Regions from separate parts of the Gossypium arboreum genome. Here region 2 is linked to region 1. Evidence: chromatin contacts called from public Hi-C data. All regions are on one chromosome and are shown on one strand. The core of a region is the stretch at or near the end of the contact, and the rest is flanking DNA. Distances in the headings are between cores, read along the strand shown. Region 1 holds the start of LOC108488627 (E3 ubiquitin-protein ligase RKP). Region 2 holds the start of LOC108489338 (ATP-dependent RNA helicase DEAH11, chloroplastic-like).

The links. Hi-C and Micro-C count contacts between places; a contact is called where the count stands out from the background.
Region 2: a Hi-C map of leaf shows a contact between it and region 1, with 3 times the contacts expected there. The contact joins the promoter of LOC108489338 here to the promoter of LOC108488627 in region 1. A contact is called at or near these places in 2 of 5 Hi-C or Micro-C datasets (both in leaf).

The regions. Positions count from the first base shown.
Region 1 is chr10:17,016,981-17,024,555 of ASM2569848v2, reverse strand. It overlaps LOC108488627 (E3 ubiquitin-protein ligase RKP), which reads left to right and starts at 5,062. Exons shown (of 11, transcript XM_017792916.2): 1 at 5,062-5,357; 2 at 5,690-7,308. The coding sequence starts at 5,818.
Region 2 is chr10:17,545,760-17,553,327 of ASM2569848v2, reverse strand. It overlaps LOC108489338 (ATP-dependent RNA helicase DEAH11, chloroplastic-like), which reads right to left and starts at 4,367. Exons shown (of 3, transcript XM_017793811.2): 1 at 3,132-4,367; 2 at 1-1,729. The coding sequence starts at 4,058.

The DNA of each region.
Region 1 (7,575 bases), core at 3,813-6,312:
ACACTAAACTAACCCTAAATCCTTTTTTCTCCTTAACCCTAAATTGACCTCAAACTTCTTTACTTTTCTTCTCTTATATTCTCAGCTCCATTACAAACCATCTACTTTTTTTTTCCTTCTTCTCTTCTCTATTCTGCTACTCTTTCTTCCCTCATTCTCTTTTTCTTTTCCCCCTCCGTTCTCTTCTTCTTCTGGTCTATTTCTTCTTCTTCTTCTTTTTTTTTTTCACTTTGGGACCATTATAAGGTCCCAAAACAACATTTAACATCCCCTTTCACGAGACCCTTAAAGGTCGCGTCCCATCGACAGCCGCAGCAAAGCAAAGTCGTCCCATCCATGCTAGACCAGTACCACCTATCAGGTAGGCACAACCACTGTTGGTGCCGCTTGCTAGATAGGCTTCACCAAACACTCTTCGGATTGTCTAGTACGGGGTTAAAATGGGTTAAAAAATGGATCGTATGCGTGTCGTATAGGGTGTATTTTTGTTAGGGTGCCGCCTATCAACATGGCACCACCTATGAAATTATGTTTTTTTTTTCAAATGACAAAAATTGAAACTGGCAGCTTTAGGGTGGTGGTGCCGCCTATCCACCACCCCATCTATACCATTTTTGTATATAATCAAACATCTAACCCATTTTTGAATTTAATATATTTTTATAATATTGACGTAAAAAAGTCGTATATGTACTTTAAAAATATCCAATGTGAAACTTGAATTGTCAGTATGTGTATTATTATGGTATCTAGAGTTTAGATTATTAATGAATGTTAAACCAACCAATGTAATTCAACGTGTGGATTTTTTTCCAAATTATCATTTACACATGAATAATATAACATGTTGAAATTAATTAATTAATTAATTAAATTAATATATATATATATATATATATATATATATATATATATATAACACTAAAACTAAACCACAATTAATAAAAGAGAATTGAATATTAAACTTACGAACTATTAAAATAGAAACTAAATTCAACTTTTTCGAAGAGTTGTCATTTGAAATCAAAACTTTTTAGATAACTCTAATTTCATAAATTTGATCTTAATTTTTTTTTTCAAAAACTTCACATTAGATGAACTCAAAAAATTCTGAAGCAAAATTTGAAGGATTTCATAGTGATCGAAAATTAAATTATTTAACCTCTCATTCAAACTTAATGTGAGAGCTCTAATATGGGTTTGACATAAAGGTGTGGATGGCCGGGCCGGGCCATACTCAGCTTAAAATTTAGGTCCGTTTATTAGACTCGGGCCCTGCTAAAAAATAAGTTTAAAATTTTGTCCAAGCCCAACCCAAATAAAATATTAAAATTTGGGCCCGACTCGGCCTGCCCATATTAATTTTTATATTATTTTTATATAATTTTAATATATATATAAACTATAAAAATACTAAAAACATCAAAATAAATATTTCTCAACATATTGAAAATAAATTTTAAAAATATGTATACTTAAATAACACTAAAATAGATGCAATTTAACAAGCAAATGCTTCTAAAATAATAAAAAATTAACAAATGTGTTTAAAATAATAAAAAATTAACAATAAAATAAAATTTATACAATATCCAAACAATAACAATAAAATAGTAACAACATAATAGTAAAATAGTAGCAAAATAGGGAGAAAATAATAAGGAAATAATATTAAAAAAATAGATTTTTTGTCATGTAGTGAATTCGGGCCGGGCCGGTTCGGACTCAGACTAAAAATGTCTTATCTGAGGCCTAGCCTGTTTTTTAAACGGGCCTAATTTTTTTGCCCAAACTCATTTTTAGGGCCTATATTTTCGCCCCGACCCTGCCCATGCACACCTCTAGTTTGACATACAAAAATCCAAGAAATAAAATTTTATGATTGTTGAAAATTTCAAGAGATGTTTAATTTAAGAATTGTAATTTGTTTGATTATTCGGTAGAATTTATTAAAATTTATGTATTATTGAGGTATACTTATATATGTATAGTATTTATTGAAAATTATAAATTAAACTATAAGTATATAATTAAATATAAAAGTAAACTCAAAAATAAATATAGATACATAATAATTTCTATTTTCAAGTTTATTAAAGGGTCAACGCGTGCAATATGATTAAAACATATTATTAAATTATTCCAGAATATTAGTGAAATATATTTATGTATAAAGTATATTTATTAAAAGTTAATGCTCTAAGTAAAAGAGGTTTTAATTGGATTAGTAAAATGAAGATAATAAAAGTTATAGTGTTTTGGGTTTAAATCTTAGTTGTTGCTGTTTTAAAATTTTATATGATTTAAAACAAAAGAAAAATACCCCCATAACAATGTTTAAATTTAGTCCTCAATAATTATATTTTTTATAAATTTTGTCATTATTATTTTTAAAGTTAAATTTAGCTATTAATCTTTTTATAATGTGTTAAATTGCTTTTCCGAAATACTAACTAAAACATTAATGCTATATTCGGTAGGAATATTTTTGTTTACGCATGGTTTATTATATGGGTTGACAATAAACTAATTCAATGTGATATTTTACCACTCTCATGACTTTTATTTTAGGAAGGAGAATAATTTTTTTGCTTATTTTGAACATGTCTTATTTTTTATATGAATTTTATTCTTATTTCTAATTTCAAGTTTAATTTTATATTAATTATATTTTTATTTTATGTCTAACTATTGTATTATATACGTAATAAATAAATTTTCTTTGTGTTATTACACCAATGTGGCAACTTATGTAGCATGGCACATACACTTTTATGTCAACATGTCATGCAAAAATCAGATAAATGAAAATAAATTAAAAAAATTATAAAAATTCATAAAAATTTAAAAATATTAAAATAAAATACACGTGAATTGTTATACAAATTATTATGTTTAAAATGTAACATTTTATATAATAGTTCTATAAAAAAGTTAGTGGTCAAATTTAATTATTTTTAAAAATAGAAGAATAAATTTAATTAAAAATAAAAATCAAATTAATACAAGATATAAATATTAACCACTAAATTTGACATGACATTTTTTACTTTAAAAATAAAATTTTAAATAATTTTATATTAAATTAGTAACGATAATATCGACACAACAAAAATACTAAATAGATTAGAAAAGGAAAAAAAAATTAGCCTGTAAGGGGACAAACACTGGTGTAGCGGTGCAAGGCCCATGGTGTGGAGTTCGTCACTATGAATGGCGTCGAATAAAAGCGCCCTTTTTTCTGTCTTTTCTAAAGTGCGCATCTTTCCTACCTTTTTTCTCTTTCGCACTTCTACTGTAGCGTTTTCTCGGTGCAATGTTTTTTTTCACTATTAAATTACTTCTACTTGCTTGGTGTGTTCAAATTCGATTTTGCCTACTCTGGGGACTAATCATATGCTACCTGTTAAACGATTGATAAGGACTCCCTCAAAAAGTTATTTACAATCAGATCCTCTACTTTAACATATCATAATTATGCTAAATCTTTGAGTAATTACTATATTTTTAAATGAGTTACTATTTAGTATCATGATAGATGAGGATGAAAAAAAACTTAAATTCAATGGGTTTTGACTCGACTTGATTTGTTATGGTTTGATTTTTTTAAAATTTAGATTTGGGGTGAGTTAATTCATATAAAATTAGAAAAATAGTTTAGTCAAAGTAAGTTTGAGGTAAATACGTCTTGTTCGTCTCAGATATTTATAAAAATACTCCTAATATGTATACATATATTGAGTTTTTCTTTCAATAAATATATAAATAAAAATCGATATACTAAGTTTTAAGTCTATACTTAAAAAAAAATCAATCTTATTTGTTTCAAAAAAAATAAAAAACGCAATCCTATTTACTCTAAAATAACAAATAGAACAATTAAATTAAATTCACGTTGGGGTGAGGCGAAGTCGAGTCTTCTATTAAATTTTAAATTCAAGTTCAGAGTAATTTTTTCCTTTAAAAGTGGGGTCAAGTTGAGGTTGAGGTAGATTAATCAAGTTTTGGGTTAGGATTGAGTTAGGCCAAAATTTGTCCCGCCTTACCTTGTTGCCATCCCTACTAGCAATATACTTTTTTTTTTAATTCCACAAGTAGTGTTAAAAAAATTTTTAATGTCTTTTTTTTTAAAATGTTTATTTTTAATAATTTACTATACTCTTATACGACACTCAATCTTCTAATCCCGGAGTCTAGAAACGTCATGGCAATCTATCAAATATTATTAATTTTAAATTAGAACAATTTTAAACTAAAATCTAAATTAAATTATAATTATTTTAAAAATTAATTTAGTAATACGATGAAAAATAAATAGTATTCTTCGAAGTTTTTTCAATTTGTACTTATATATATTATGGGAAATAGATCCTTTTACGCAGTGTAAAAATTAAGGTAATTTTACACACTTCGTAATTGTTTATATGATTAATATTTTAATTATCTGATTGTTATATTTTATTGTTTATTCATGTAAAACATGCATATTGAATTTGATGTAACTTTAAAATTTCTAATTATTTATTTTATGTAAAAATCATCTGTTGACGATATATTAATATATAAAATATATTAGATTAATATAATAGAGATATTCAGATTGGTTAAAATTTATATATATATGACAAATATAATTATATTAATAAATCTAATGATTGAATCATTAAAATATTAATTATTATAAATAATTACCGAACGAGTAAAACCAGAACTATAGATATAGGTAATAATAAAATTTGATATCTTAAATATTCTAAATTATAAATGAAAACAAAAATTAACGAGAAGAAAAAATAGTGAATGTGGCAGTGTGTGTGAGTAACTGTAGGCAAGTTTATCTCCAATCCGGTGACCGAATTACATAAAACAGGAAGCAACTCAAAGAGGGGGGCGCAGGATAGCATATGCGGCCACGTCAGGAACCGCTAATAATAATGCAACGTGTCGGCCACGCGAACCATGGGCAGCCTCGACTCAGGCTTTCATGGATGCAGCCCCCTGGTTCGACCCGTTTCACTTTTCTCCGAACTCTTTGGGCAATAAATAATAATATAAATAAATAATTAATATTTATAAAACTAAAATTCTCATGGCCAAGGAAATGAAAAGTCCACACTTTCCGTTTCTTCTTCCTTCCCTTTCATTGGAAAATGCAAAATAAAAAAAAGAAAAGAAAAACATAAACGCTGTTTAATTTTCACTCTTTTATCTCTCTCTAAAAATTCAAATTATATTATATTTCTTCCTTTTTATTTTCTTTTTTTCTTTTACAATCTCTAAATGGCATGAAAAAACCCTAGCTTGTGACAGCCGCCTTTGCAATTTCTAGTGGTGATTGAAACTTAATACGCGCGCATGTAAGTTCCTATGCTTTTCAATTTTTTCGAATTTCAATTTGTGGGGATGCTATTTTGTTCAATTTCGAGAGAAAAGACAGAAGGGAAAAGAGAATTTTAGGAATTGGGAATGTCTGTTTTTTTTTTTAGGATTGTGTGAGCTTAATCTAGTTTCGGTTTCATTATTTTAGGAATTGGGAATATATGTTTTTTTTAGAATTGTGTGAGCTTAATCTAGTTTCGGTTTCATTTGTGTTCTTCTTGTTAATTTCGTCAATAGAAGATATCATTCTCTGATAGTTTTTTTGGGGTTATATATGCATTTGATTGAAATTGAGTTACAAATTTTGCAGTCTTGGGGTGGGAAATTGTGACAAGGCTCATGAAATTTATGCGTGTTTAAAGAATATAATCGAATATAGGCTGGGCAAGGGTTTCGGATGTTGAGCTAAATTTGACGTATAAGTTTCTGTTATTGGGAATGGCAGAAGATAGCCTCCGGATTGGTGGGCTTTCTTCTGGTTTGGCTGTTATATTGAATAGTGGGGATGGGAAGGAAAATCCATCGAAACCGCGCCTTGTATCATATTCTGATGAATTTGGTCAGCAGTCTGTGGAGCGAGCTCTTGAATATGTATTTGGTCTTCCCAATAAATCACTTGGTCCATTGAATGGTCCTGTTGACAGCAGTCTAGTTCGTTCAATCATAAAGAACTACTTGTATTCGGATTCTGATTCTCTGGTTAGTAACAGGGATGGGGTTTGTATTTCAGATAATGGCTCTGGACCTGGTGTCATTGGTCTTGAAAAATTCAGTATTTGTGGTGAAATTGGAATTGTTAAGCCACCGTTGCTTTTAGAGAGCTTAGCGGTGTTCAGTAGTGCCAGGGCTAATGCCTATGTTTGGAAAGGGAAATGGATGTATGAAGTAATTTTGGAGACTTCTGGTATACAACAACTCGGATGGGCTACTATTTCCTGTCCATTCACTGACCATAAAGGTGTAGGTGATGCTGATGATTCATATGCATTTGATGGCAGAAGAGTTCGAAAATGGAACAAGGAAGCAGAGCCATATGGTCAGCCATGGGTGGCAGGTGATGTCATTGGATGCTGTATAGACTTGGCTCATGATGAGATTTCATTCTATAGGAATGGTGTTTCTCTTGGTGTGGCATTCTCTGGCATTCGGAAAATGGGACCTGGATTTGGATACCATCCTGCAGTTTCTCTTTCTCAGGGTGAACGGTGTGAATTGAATTTTGGTGCCCGCCCCTTTAAATACCCTATTGATGGCTACCATCCTCTTCAAGCACCTCCCTCTTCTAGCTCTTTTGTGAAGCAATTGCTGGACTGCCTATCCAGGTTATTGGATATGCAATCTGTGGAGCGAGCTGAGCATTCTTCAGTTGAAAGATTAAGGAGACTGAAGAGGTTTGTATCACTTGAAGAACTATTTTATCCAGTTTCTCATGGGATATCTGAAGAATTTTTCTCTGTAGTTGAAGCAGATTGTCAAGGTGCCGAGTACATTGGGTGGGGCCCCCTCTTGTTGTTCTTTATGGGGTTATTTGGAGTACGGGCACCACATGATTGGTTGAGTTTGGATAGAGTACTCGATGTCTTTCTAGAATTCCAAGGGTCACATGTTATGTTCGAGCACATTATAAATGCTCTTTCATGTGCTTGCAAGACAGCGTCATTGGTTCTGACAGAATGCCCATATTCAGGATCATATTCTTATCTTGCATTGGTATGCCATTTATTAAGACGGGAGCAATTGATGGTGTTGTGGTGGAAGTCATCAGATTTTGGTTTCTTATTTGAAGGCTTTCTTTCACGGAAGAGTCCAAACAGGCAGGACCTTCAGTGTATGATTCCTTCTGTTTGGTGGCCTGGTTCTTGTGAGGATGTGTCCACTGAAAGTAGCATGTTATTGGCAACTACAGCTCTATCAGACGCAGTTAGTAAGGTTTGTCCCTGTCACTTAAAACTGAATGGTTTTCTCCTTTGTGCAATACTTATCTTACTAAGAAACAAGTGTCCTTGGTTATTCTCCTGTGTCCTTTGATATTAAGATGACTTTCATGCTTAAAAACTTATGGTATTCAATGTTGAGTTATGTTTATCATGTGACCTTATGTCTTAATGATCCCAAAGATGTATGTTTTCACACATTTGGTTGATCATGTTAATGATAACATTACATGTTTTGGGGGCTTTAACCAGATGAAAAATG
Region 2 (7,568 bases), core at 3,118-5,617, 530 kb before region 1:
ACGAACATGAAGGATGCAGCTGAACATATTGTCCGGTTAATGCCACTTCATAACCAAGTTGATCATGTCCACAATACATGGCTACATTTTCAGCCAGGGAGGAAAGTATAATCGCCTTTAATGTTTTATCACGCTCAGTAGACTTATGAGGATCCCATATTAAGTAACTTGGAATAATAACAGCAAGTTCCTTTTTTAGGCAAATTTCTAATTCAGTTACGGTATCTTGGCATCTGCGCATTGATTTAGCATTTATGCTGTTTTCCCAGCACCATTTATTTTTCCTGTCAAAAGGGAGAGCTTCCCATTCCTTGTACACAGAGAGCAGAGTAAAGAGATCACCATTTTGGTGGCAAAATTGCACCTTAAGACAATCAGCTTTGACTTTATCATCATCATTTCCCACCCTGCAAAATATGCTACTGGCATTTGCCATAACAGCAGCAAGAACAAGGCCTTCCCTACGCAGGCCACAATGAAAGCAACTGATAATCAATTTACCAAGACGAGGCTCAATCCCCAATTTTACCAAGTACTGTCCTTCATCAGTTAATTCAAAAACACCATTCTTTTCCACAATGGCTCCCAACTGAATAAGATTCCTAGTTGCTGAATCAATGGCTTTAGAACTAGGTGCATCAACAAAATCAAAAGTCTGAATATTCTTGATTCCCAAAGCAAGGATCCTCAAAACTGCAATACCAAGATGAACTCTACGAATCTCAGGCTCCTGATTAGAAGTCATCAACTCAAAATCATTTTCTGTGTATAGTCTGTAGCATCTTCCTGGTTCAGTCCTCCCAGCACGACCAGCCCGTTGATTAGCAGAACTCTGGCTGATCCAGCACACTTCTAGAACATTCATCCCAGTGCCGGGTTCAAATTTACTCTCCTTGACCATACCAGAATCAATCACATACTTGACCCCAGGAATTGTAAGTGATGTCTCTGCAATATTTGTTGCAAAAACAATTTTTCTCTTCCCAGGGTAGTTCTGGAAAACATGACACTGCTCTTCAAAGGATAGCTTTCCATGCAATGGTAAAACAATGGCATTTGGAGCTTCAAAATGATCGCAAGCCCATTCTACTTCCATCTGGGAAGTCAAAAAGGCGAGAATATTCCCTTCTTTCTCTGTTTTGTGAATCTCAGCAGCCATCCTCAAGACATCAGAAACGTATGTCGCAACCATACCAGAACCAGAAGTTCCCTCAGTTGCACAAGGAACATACTTAATATCAACAGGAAAGTTTCTACCCTCCAAATGAAAGATTCCACACCCAAAAAAGTAGTCTGACAGTTGATTGGCATTAGCTGTTGCAGACATTATTACAAGCCTTAAATCAAATCTTCGGCCAAGTAAATCTTTAACCAATGCCAAAAGAAGATCAGTGTTCAAACTTCTTTCATGGGCCTCATCAACGATGATGCAAGAAATGCCGGACAAATTCTTATCCTTCATATAATGCTGCAGTAAACAGTGGTCAGTCATATATATCACCTTTGAATCAAACTGCTGAGAGGATGAAAATGTTGGATAACAAATGACTGAGTTATCACTGTAGCACCCAATGCTTTCTTCTCTAACTCTTTTTGCTAATGAGATGGCAGCAATCTTTCGTGGCTGAGTACATACAATTGACTCATTTGCAGCAATTCCTGAATCAGAAAGAAACTGAACCAGCTGGGTGCTCTTTCCTGAACCAGTCTCTCCAATCAACACCATTACCTGGGCATTGAATAGTTGTTCGAGAAAATCAAAGGAAAATATCTACATTATAATAAGATATAAACAACAAAAAAACATAGGAACAAAATAAATAGAAATCTAATGAGAATATCCTAAAAATCTGGCAGTTATTATCTCATATTGCATGGGGAGATAAATGAATCTTTTTTTTATAACACCTAGGATTTTTTAAATGTGGCCGCAATTTTAGCGGCTGCTTCCTACTTGCTCATTTCATCCTATGATAAGTTTTCAACCTTCTTAGTATTTAAATATTTTGCATCCATTTTCCATCTCCAAATACCATCCGAAATCCTAATTCCAGCAATTGAACCGAAGCTCATGCAATTCTCTGGAAACTACCCTATGTGTCATGTAATTAGTATTGAGTTCCTAAATAATTTCATCAAATACAAGTTTAGAATCCAAACAGTAGCAGAAATTTAAAAGTTCCAGAGAATGGTCAAAATATACAGTCAATGTAAAGAAAATAACCCTATGTTGAATTTCACATGGCAAGAATATAAACTTACTTACAAAGGTTTTACACTTTGTTGCACTTAAACTACATTATAATTAGAATTAAGCACCAAGAAAGATAGGGAAAAAATGAATACAAATGAGCAAAGAGAATATCCTAAAAATCTTGCAGTTATTTTCTACTACCGCATGGGAAGTTAAATGACTCTTTTTGTGTGTGTGTGCACGTGAGAGATTGATGACACCATGAATTTGTTAAGCCTCACTGCCAATTTAGCTGCTGATTCCTACTGGCTCATTAGTGGCTCTTACCCAGTGTTTTCAACCTTTATGATATCTCAATATTTTTGTATCCACTTCCTAGCTCTAAATACCATCTCAAATCCTAATCCCAGCACTTGAACTGCCTGCTCGTGCAACTGTCCATAGACTATCCTATATGTCATCTAATTAGTATTGAATTCCTCACTAATTTCACTAAACACAAGGATATTATCCAATACGGTAGCAGAAATCTTAAAAGTCCAGAAGAGAATTTATAGTGTTACATGTTCATCTAACTATAAATATGGAAGTCAACGCTGAATCATAAGTTAACATCTTTAGGTATAACCTTCTCTATTTTCAATTAATTAACACATGACATAAATGAACACAAAATAATATACAGACAATGTTAAGAAAATAATCGTTTGTTGAGTTTCACATGCTTTTTCAAGTCTTTGAACTCTAATTACACTGTCAAATTATAAGGTGATAATCCTTTGAAAGAACACATCTCGTGCATATATGATGATGGACTTTTTATCTCCAAACCAGCTTTCACATTCTTAAATTGCATCACTAAGGTTTTACAATATATATGATGATAATCCAAACCTATCTACCAAAACAGAAAAATGGAGGAGAAATAAATGATTACCTGTTGACCATGTATTCTAGTAAGAATTTCTTGCCTATAAGCATAAATAGGCAAACCATCTTCCAACCTTCTACATTCCCTCAAAATCAGTTGATGGATTAGCTTCCAATCAAGCTCTCCTTCAACCCTGTAAACCTTCACACCTTCATCCCCTTCCTCATTCCCAATTTCCCAAGTTTCCAAGCACCTCAACAAGCTGCTCATCCCTCCCTTAAACTCCTTCAACCGCTTCGAAATCGTAGACCTTTCCGCCTTTAAAGCTTTCTTCTTGTCATCCAACTCATAAAACATTCCCAGCGAATATTTCCTCTTACCCATTTGTCCAACCAAGTCAGCGATCTCATCGGATTTTTCATTGATTTTTTCCTGCCACTTCCTAACCAGTGCCCCTTCCATCAATCCCGTTATATGGCTCGAGAAAAGGGTTTTAAGGTTTTGATTGAGCTCCACCGTGTCAGAAGGCACGATGACGTTGGAAATAAGCTTGGGAGTATAATGGATGGACCCATCAAGGCGGGAACGCCATAAATGGATAATTGAAGAGAGGGTTTTGCTCCATTCTTGGAAAATTAGGGAAGCGGCGATTTTACCAGTGGTGTAAATGTGAGAGTTTTGGGGGGATGGGTCGAGTTGGGAAATAAGAGTTTGGAGGTCGTCCGGTTTGGAAGGAGAGGAGGAGAAGTCATGGACGAGTTGAATTATGAAGTTTGGGCAGTGAAGGGCGTTGGAGTTGACGGAACCATCGGTGGTGGATGCTGGCGGCGGAAAACGGCGGCGGTAGTATTTTTTGTTGACAGCCTGAAAATTGGGTACACAACGGAAATTGTTTTGGTAGCTAGATTGTTGGTGCTGGCGGTGGGGGTACGGTTTATGGCCACCCGGCGGCGGCGGGTGACGGTGGTTGGAGGATGAAGAGAAGTTCTTCATGGCATAGAGAAAACAGAACAAAATCTAGAAATTTCAGCTGTTTTTATTTTATTATTTCAGTTTTTATGGAAGTTGAAGCAGAGAAGAAGAAAGTGAGTCACTGAGTGAGCGAGCAAGCATGTAGAAGACAAAAAAAAGAAGAGGAAAATAGAAAAAGCAGTGTTCTTTTTAAATTTCTCTCTCTCTATATATTTAAAAATTAGGGTTTAAGACATTTCAATTTCTAGAAAATGAAATTTGAGGGAGTTAGGATTCCTGTTAAACATAGTAGTCGTATTGGTCAAGGAAGTATTATTTTACGAGTTAATTTCGATGTATTAATACTATATTAGATTCGTGTCATATGTTATGGAAAATATATGTAATAAATATATTACTAAAATTGATAAAAATTTTAGATATTATTAAGAATTATAATAAGTTGAAATTTAGGAAATTAAGAGATTATTTTTCTTGTATAATTTCATTTATATATATATTTTTCTAGGTTTGAGGGTAAATGATGAAAAATACAATATGATTTTTTCTCTTTTTTTTTTACTTTCACAATAGTAGTTACTCTCTTATTTTCTTTTCTTGTTTTCTCTTTCTTTCTCAAATTAACATAGTATTAAAATCACTTAAATCTCATCGCTGCTACCATTAAAATACCTAGTCTTAGCCAACCCTTCAATCAAGACCCTATCACTAGAATCTACACGTGTGAGCCATACATGCCACTACACCTTTTTTGCTTCTCTCCCACACGCCGACATGTAAGAGTGTGTAGGGCCTCATCCAACTACCATTTGTTGCTGCGAGTCTTTTTGGAGTGTCACCCGGCCTTGGCCAACTTCACTGGTGCTATCATTGCTCATTTTCGTTAATGTTTGATTTTTCTCTCTTCGTTTTCTACTATAGATCCTTCAAGTTCTATGAAATCAATCTTTTCTTCAATTCTAGCCATTACTACTATCAAACTTCAAGGAAATGATAATTATATTTCTTGGGTCACATTGGTTGAATTATGGTTTATAGACCAAGGGTATAAAGATCATCTAGAGATAGAGGCCTAAAATATTGATGAGAAAGATAAAGAGGCGTGGATTAAGATTGATGTACAATTATGCAGTTTATTATGGCATTCTCTCGAGTTGAAATTGTTCACTTTATTTTAGTCGTATAAACCTATTATAAAGTGTGGAATAAGGCTAAAAGGTTATATACTAATGGTGTTCAACGTATATACAAAGTGGAGACAGATCTGGTTCATCTATAGCAAAATCAACAGGATATGGTTAGTTATTTGGGACAAGTGGAGACCTCGAAAAATGAATTTAATTGTCTCATGCTTATCTCTGAAAAGTTTCTGATCAGTATAATAATGGGACAAGTTTTTTATAGTGTTAGCCTTTATTGAACTTAGAGCTTATTTGGCTCAAGTTCGGGATCAAATTATTTCCACTCTAGTGATTCCTACACTTAATGTAACGCCCTGATTAATTTATCCCTGTTTATGTAAATATTTGACACAACTATGTATCTATTTCAGTGGTTAAGTGTTCTGGGTTTGTGTGAGAGGTCTTGAGTTCAATTTTCACCTTGGAAATTTTTGTTATTTTTCTAATTCTAGCCTTACCCTTGTTAAGTGGGTTTATATTACATTGTTTGTTAATCCATATCAAAATAAGTTTGCTGGTTCGAGTGGTAAGGGAGTTGGTGTGTTGGAGGTCCTGTGTTTGAATCCTTGTGCGAACGAGGATGATATTTTTGCTCAGTTATGTGATAGAGTTTTGGTGGAACTGAAAGTCTGAGAAGGTTAAGTTAGTGGGGTAGTGGAAGAAAATCTGGGGACTTGTGGTCATATCTGCTTATTTTATTTTATTTTTATTTTTTTCTCCAAAATCTCTTCATCTTTTTCATGACGTTCATTTTTCGTTCTCTACAATTCTATTCCCTTTTGTTTTTCAATTCTATCATCATTCTTTAACTCTTGTCATTTCTTTTGGAACCTCGGTGCTCCTCACTCGGTTAAGGTAAGAAAGGTTACGTCTGTTGGGTTTCGTTTTCCTATAATGTGGGTGTTTTCTTTTTGAAGGCATTGGTGTAATCATGTGATCTAATTATTTTCTGTGATTATTTTGGTGTAGGAGAGGACGTGGTAAGATTTGTTCAGGCGATCTAAACCGTGTTAGTATTTGTTCTTGTCACTAGTAAGTTTCATACCTTATTTCAAGATTTTGTGTTGTCTCGTAAATTGGGTACTAAGTGGTTATTGGATTACTGTTTCTTAAGTTTCAGAGGGCTAGGGGTTGCTTTTACTGCGAAAATGTACCAGGTGTGTACCAAAACGCAGAATAATGAGTTTCGGCAAAAGTTGAAAAACTGTTCTGTTGAAGCCACACGGGCGTGTGGTCACCCGTGTGGTTGGCCGTGTACGAGACACGACCATGTGGTCGATAAATGTATGCCATGTGTAAGACACGATTGTGTGGTGGTGTGAGTGTGGCCGCGTGGGCCACACAGGCTAGGCCAAGTTGGGCGTGTGGGCCCATACAGGCGTATGGGTTTTGGGCCAGGTCGTGTGGGCCATACGGGTGAGGCCAATTTGGGCGTGTGGGCCCACACAGACATGTGGGCCATATTTCTGAAATTTTCCCTAGGGTCGCATGGGTTGCTCCAATCGACTATAGGGTCGGTAAGGGCTAATTAAACCTTATTTTGTATGCTATTATATTCTGATAGACTGATCTGAGTAGGATGCTAAATGTATGCTTGACTGAACTACTATATGTATGTCTATTATCTGTATATAAGCATATTGAACATGTTTAATCTGTTATATCTGAATCTGATTTTTGCATCTGTTATTGGGGATGGAATTTGTAAATGAGAAAGAAGTGTTCTGTGTGGCAATCATTGCCTATACTCTGGCAGCTTGGCTGCACATTATCTGACTTGTGTCGTATTGACACAATATTGGCACGAATATTGATCTTCGTTCTGGGTATCATCATTGAGAGTTAAGGAGGTGGATGTTCATAAGACTGCATTTACGACTCGTTATGGGCATTAAGAGTTTTTAGTTATGCCTTTTGGCTCCGGCTGCCTTCATGGATCTAATAAACTGAGTCTTTCAGCCATATTTTGATCAGTTTGTCGTGGTCTTCATCGACGATATACTGGTGTACTCTAAGACGGAGAATGAACATGATGAGCATCTTAGAGTAGTGCTCCAGATTCTCCGTGAAAAATAGCTCTACGCTAAGTTGAGGTAACTTTTCTAGGGCACGTGGTTTCTACTGAGGGGATTCGAGTTGATCCTAAGAAGATTGAGGCTGTGCTTGATTGGAAACAACCTAGGAATGTATATGAAATCCTTAGTTTTCTGGGTCTGGCAGGTTATTATCGGCGGTTTGTCAAGGGATTCTCTCTGATTGCAGCTCCTTTGACTAAGCTGTTGCGCAAGGGTGTTCTTTTTGTCTGGACTGATGCGCAGCAATTGGGCTTCGAGAATGATGCAGCCTAAAT